Linked DNA regions of Oryzias latipes: region 1 is linked to region 2. The links are chromatin contacts, called in public Hi-C maps. All regions are on one chromosome and are shown on one strand. Each heading gives the region's core, a stretch centred on a gene start, on an enhancer-like site or on the middle of the called end of the contact. The rest is flanking DNA. Distances are from core to core; before and after follow the strand shown. Region 1 holds the start of LOC110017318 (Krueppel-like factor 6). Region 2 has its middle 73 kb from the start of LOC105356655.

Region 1 (3,230 bases), core at 215-2,714, 160 kb after region 2:
CCATCTCTTAAAGTTGTTTAGATTGAATCTTCAATAATAACCCAACAAAAAATAGGCTGAAACAAAGTAGAATAACTATAGTCATTAAAAAAAAAGCGTTTTCTTCAAAATATTAGCATATGAAAAAAAGAAAAAACAGTTTATTTCCAGCAAACCTTTTTAAAGTAGCATCCATTGTTAGTTATTTGTGTCTAAAATGATATTTTTGATTTATTTATATTTTTTACAGCGATCATGATACTTAATGTAAGTGGGGGAAAATATACTTTAACTCAGAACATCTTATCCTGCTTCTTATTTTACAGCATTTTCAGGACCAAATTATGAGGTGCACTCTCAATGAGTGGTCTATTTTAGAAACAATGTCATTTATAAGGTGCACCGAACTCTAAGGCACATTAAGTGAGACAAAAGAGTCTGAGATAAGTCTGTCAGTCAGTCAGACTTCATTAACTGCATTCACACTAATACGCCACACGTTAGAAGGGTTAGCCAAGTTAAAATCTGTAACTCCCAGCCTTGTATGCAACACGTAAAAACAGACTGATACCACTAAAACAAACGTCACTGTGACTAGGCTAACTCCTAACCTTGTTAGTAATATGTGAAAAAACACAGTCTGACACAGCTTCACAAAGATTGACTCGTAAAAGAACAGACTGACATTTTAACAAGAGCTACTTATACCTTTCAAAATCCCGTCAACATCAATAAGCACAACCAAAGTTAATCCATAAATAATGGCTGCAGATTAAAAGGCTGTTTTTTTTATGCTTTTGAATGCACCTTAGCTTTATGTTCTTTAAAGATCCAATTAGTTTATACATTTTTCCCTTTATTTTATTTTACCGATTACAAAAAAGGCTGCAGTTTGTTGCATTTCGGCTGCAGGGCAAAGCTTCTGCCTTTCGGTGATAAAGCAGAAGTATGTTCTGTATGTCACAAATTTAGTCATACAGGAGAAGTGAAGACAAAAGTTTCCTGTAAGATAACACCATGACATCCTGCCAGCAATTAGTCAGTGTCCCAAGACATGGTGCAAAGACTTAACCACAGGTTTTTTGGAGGGGAAGAGCTCAGCCCATCTAAACAGCAGTGTTGCAGATGCTATTTGTGGCTAAGATTGCAGGGATGTTTTCCACATAAGTGTACAGTTTCGGCTCACATGCGCTGTCTGTGCAGCAGAGTTTGGCCGTCGGTGAGAACTACAAGCTGAGGGAGCTCGGCAGCGCTTTATATACTAGCCTAAAAATAACCGACCAATCAGCAGCGAGCTCCAATCGAATAGACCTATCAAAACGGAGGGAAGAAAACAAATGAAAAAGAGAGGCGTTCGTGATTGGGTGAGTGTGATATCATTTGAGCTGCCTTACGCTGCTCGTTGCTGATTGGCCGAGACGCCGCTGACGTAGCAAGAGGACAGTAGGCGGGGCGGCGGAGGTGTTGGTTTGAATAGGGAAGTTTGCAGAGCGCAGTCGCTCCTCGTCCAGTTCGGTGTTTGCAAATATTCGAAGCGGAGAGGAGAAGGAAGTGTCGGGGATTTGACGGGGGGACGGACTTCGCGTCCGCTGTTGGTCTCCAAGACAAGAACCTTTGGTTTCCATATTTGTTTTGGAGTCGTTCTAACTCGTCTGAGTGGCTTTTTTCTTCTTCTTCTCCGGCCGGAGGCACACTTTAAACCGCGTAGGGCTACTGTGAGACGCGCGGGGGAAATGGATGTTTTACCGATGTGCAGCATCTTTCAGGAACTTCAAATAGTTCATGACACGGGCTATTTCTCCGCCTTACCGTCACTGGAAGAGTACTGGCAGCAGGTGAATATCAACTTATTTTATTTATGTCTTTATTTACCCATGAGGGTGAAAAAACCAACAAAAACAGACGCTTTCTTTAATTCGTACCCTTCAACGAACAGGGTTTAGAGGCGAAGTTGGCGTCAGACTTGCAGTGGATCAGTGTGTCAGTCTGACAGCTGGAGTCGAGGATGCATGCAGTGAATGCTGCAGCTCCTGCAGAATGTTGTCGTTGTTTTATTTTTTATTTTTTTGCTGTTTAGTGGACCAAATCAGCATCCCACCCGTCACTGAGTGAGCCCCCATCCCCTTAATAGATCTTAAAGACCCCCCCTTTTATTTTAGCCTAAAAAGTGTTGGGGTTGTTGAAGCTGGTTGAGGAAGGATGTGATTTCATGTCAGTGACATGAGGAAAGGCAGCTGAATGGCCTCTGGTGCTGGAGTGTGTGTGTGTGTGTGTGTGTGTGTGTTCAGGCACTTCCTTAAAAGGACTTTAAATATGTTCAGTGAGTCATGGCGGTGTGATGAAATGACAGGGCACGTTCGTCGCTGCAGAGTTGCAGAGCTTTTTTTTTTGTTTTGCAGGAGTTGTCCACAAAAAAGAAGTTAAGAGTAGATTTGGAAATCGTTCTAATACTCCAAATGTTTATTCATTTTCTGCAACTTCCGCGTTGAAGCCTTTTCATAAAAGACGATTGTCTCATGGTGTCCCCCCCCCCCCAGACATGCTTGGAGTTGGAGCGTTACCTGCAGAGCGAGCCGTACGTCTCCACGTCCGACTTAAAGTTCGATAGCCAGGAGGACCTGTGGAGTAAGCTGATCCTGGCCTGCGGGGACAAGGCCAAGGCCGGGTCCGACCCCAAGCTGGTGCCGTCCCACGAGGAGGACAATCAGGACAGCCCCATTTTGGACAGCAACAGCGTGAACTCGGACGCCAGCAGCGAGGCGTCGGACAGTTCCGAGGAGCTCTCGCCCACGCACAGCTTCGCCTCCAACCCGCTGGGCTCCGTTTTGGCGGGCTCCGGACCTTTTAGCCCCTCCGTCATCAGCACGCCGCCGTCCTCCCCGGAGGCCGTCATGGGCGGCTGGGCGGCCGGCCACGGCGACCTGCACTTGCCGGTCAAAATCCGGAGCGGCGGTGTCGCGAAAAGCTCTGAAAAGACGGGACTCATCTGCGGGGACGCGTCCCCTGACAGCAAGAGGCGGGTACACAGGTGTCACTTCAACGGCTGCCGCAAGGTTTACACGAAGAGCTCCCACCTCAAAGCACACCAGCGCACTCATACAGGTGAGAATCAGGGGTAGAAGTCACAAGTGGGGTGGGGGGGGGGGAAGGCCCCAAAACAGAACCTATTTTTATTGAATGAGTGGCGGAAGTGGTTGTGTAATGCGTTTAAAGGTCCGTGCCTCAGCTGCGAGCATTAGCTCTGCATGGTT
Region 2 (3,234 bases), core at 636-3,135:
AAGTGTGATCCTGCTTAATTGACAATAGAAGAGAAGAGAAGTAAGTGATGGAGAAATGAAAGCGTGGCAGCTGAACACTGGACGACATGTCCCCTGAGGACAGTACTGCGGGCCCCGTCGATTACATAACTATTTGTCTGTGGCCCTTAGAAAAAAGGATTCAGTCATTTTTGTGAAGCTTTGGTTTACCTCAGTTCCAGGTATAGTGGGTTGTTATGTCCTACACACTGTCATCAATTAAAGGGGGTGTGACAATTAGTTTTAACAATTTAATTCGCATCATAATCGGTGGTTGATGATATGATTCATAGTCGATATTGGTTCACTCTGAACAATCCCATTCAATAACCTACAATCGATCTTTAGCCAAAAATTCAACCAGTGTGACTCAGACATAAATAGCTGGGTACTGAACAGCACAGGTGTGTTTTCCAGATTTCTTGTATTTCTTGCGAGATAATCAAGTGTAAATTAAATATGTGTACAAACAAACAAGTAAAAAAGAATTAATGGCAAACCTGTTCACGTTTTAGTTCCATAAAGTTCAGCCCACTGTTGTTTTTCCACATAAAATAATCCAAAGAGAACATTAGAAGAACATTCTACCACACTGTATGGTCGCGTGTCTTTACGAAATTCAAATTATTTTATCACACATCGGACTAGAATAATAGCTTGATTATGTTTTGCCACCATCACATATGTGTTGTCCGCTGTCATGGTCATTTTTAGGTTATTGTGTCTCTATCCAAATAGTATTTATTATTATCAGAATTATAACTGTTTTGTTTTGGGGGAGCCGGTTTAGCTCGTGCTGGTTTGCAGCGCCTTCCATCCGTGGAACCAGGGCTCAAATCCGGGCTGCTCCCTGTTCCCTTCTCCACCTCTATGCCGGTCCCAAGCCCGGCTGCTTTGAGAGGGTTGCGTCAGGAAGGGCATCCAGCATAAAACATTGCCAAGTTTACCATGCGACTCGTTCCCTGTGGCAACCCCTGATGGGAAAAGCTGACAGAGAAACAACATAACTGTTTTGTTTTGAAACAATTTTATAGCGTTGGGTCGATTCGATTAACAACTTGCTTTAGACAGATTGGTCTAATTAAATCATAGGAATAAAAATCGATTCGTCGATTTAAGTCAATTCATCATTACACTCCTATCAATTAACCATAAATAGCCTGCCTTTCTCCTCAGCCAATCACAATCATATTGTCCCTTTAAACTTCTGAATAGTTATTCCTGCTGTCTAGATAACCGTTCTCTTTGACGTGGTCTGGCTTCTGATCATTATCAGCGTCTAGATTTTGGGCATTATACATCTTTACTCCAAGTTCATCCGACTCATCCAATACGCAGAGCCTAACCTCCAAAATGATGGACCTACTTCATGCACATTCTTCTATAACACTAATAAATCTTTACTCGTATTACTAATATCTGTCCTTACTGAAATAGTTTTTTGCAACACAAAACTTTCACAAGGTTCTAAAGGGCTACAAAACACAACAGCAGGGCAGCCATACAGTCATTTTTGAGTTTGAAATGTGCGCTTGCAAATGCATTTGGAAAGTTAAAACACGACTCTTTGATTGACACAAAGTTAACTCTGTGTGTGTGTGTGTGTGTGTGTGTTTCTCTTGGGTAATGGACTCTTCCCTCAAACAGGTCCAGTCACTCTGATCCACTTTTCCCCTCCTTACTTTTTCCGTCTTCAGCTTCTGACTCATATAGTACCAGTATCGTGTGACACTTTCGGGATGTTCGCAAAAAACAAAAAAAACTCCCATCACCCATCTCTCTGACACACACACACACACACACACAACCGTTACTCACAGGCTTGAATGGTGTTAAGTCCCCGGCTTAGTCAGCCTCTAAGCGCAGACCGAGCCCTGCCGGGAAAAAGAGGCCAGGCAAGCCCTGACAGAATGCTAATGATGTCATTAACCTCTGGACTCCAGGGTCGCAGGGGGTGGGGAAAGTGGCTCCGACAGGCAAAGATCACGTCACTCCCCCGCTCATTCATTACATATTTACCCTAACACAAGCACACAGACGGCAAACACTGATGGGTGTTTCAGGAAACAATCACGCCATAATCATTTTTATTAGATCCTCACATAATCAGCTCATGGACAGCTGCACGAATTTGAACACTAAGTGTTTTGACTGCAGTCTGTGCCAAGGTGATTACTTATTAGGATGGGTTGGCCGGACCTGAGCCATTTTCATGAAATCTAAGGTCCTAATGCAAAATGTATTTGTAATTCCAAAAAAACCTCAGCTTATTGGAGGAAAAAAGGTCTAAACCTCTTTCCTTATCGCTTTTAAATCTTGTAATCTTGACTTTAAACACTTGAAGACATTAAAAAAATTAATTTCAACAATGGTGCTGATAATTAAAATGTTACAATTAGTTAGTAAAACAAAATGAAACGCAGATTCTAATCGTCATAAAAGGCAAAAAATGGAGAGGTATGGAAATATGTGGCACTTATTTTGATTACATTTTGCGTCTTTTTTTTAATTAATATCATCATTACATTGTTGGTTACAATTGTGTGGTTTTTATTATCTCTTAGCTTTTCCTCCAAAACTTGATGACACCTTCCAGGGGAACTCCCGTCCAGGCGACCATTTCCAGTGAAAAGTCTTTGCAAACGTGGGCATATGTGCGTTTTGGGCTTCCGTGTTCAACCTCTCATGTTCACGCCTAGCTACGCAAGGTTTTAAGTCTGTTTTTGGTCTCTACGTACAAAACATGCGGCCATGGAATGCGGGTTAAAAGTTAAACCAGATCAAACTTTGACCAACTCCGATCTGGTAGTGACGCATGGATGGCGTCCACTTTAATTCACTAAAGTGCCAACCGTTGAAAATCAATCAAGTAGGAGAAATTAAAAATAGTGGTTTTAAGTTCAAGCAAAACCAAATGTCTTGAATATCAAAAGACATTTGGCTAACACTACAGCTATGCTCACACAAGCCTTGACAACACATGTTAAAGCGGCCATTTCTAAAAAGCAGTCTATGTAAATGTGTGTTTTGGGCTTCCACATTCAAAACTCTCAGGTTCATGCATAGTTACACCAGTTTCTGCAGCCGTTTTTCAGGATCTACATGACATGCGCTGAAAGTTCAACCAGGTCCTAGAGTGAATATAAGTAGATGACAGCTTAAGCTTTAGCCAAAAGACTCAGGTTGGCGTAATTTAGCAGAGGACCCTGGTTCAAA

The links. A called contact is a pair of places that touch in the nucleus more often than the background predicts.
Region 1: a Hi-C map of embryo shows a contact between it and region 2, with 1.8 times the contacts expected there. The contact joins the promoter of LOC110017318 here to the enhancer-like site in region 2. A contact is called at or near these places in 2 of 5 Hi-C or Micro-C datasets (embryo and fibroblasts).

What each region holds. Positions count from the first base shown.
Region 1 is chr20:9,496,369-9,499,598 of ASM223467v1, forward strand. LOC110017318 (Krueppel-like factor 6) reads left to right here and starts at 1,465. Exons shown (of 4, transcript XM_023950116.1): 1 at 1,465-1,814; 2 at 2,517-3,081. The coding sequence starts at 1,713.
Region 2 is chr20:9,337,791-9,341,024 of ASM223467v1, forward strand. No RefSeq gene overlaps it. Among protein-coding and RNA genes, the nearest start is that of LOC105356655, 73 kb to the left of the region's middle. Within about 2 kb of position 1,886, at least 4 of the 8 cell types and tissues checked have an H3K27ac peak or open chromatin away from gene starts, as enhancers often do. A contact at or near this core is called in embryo, where this site is marked.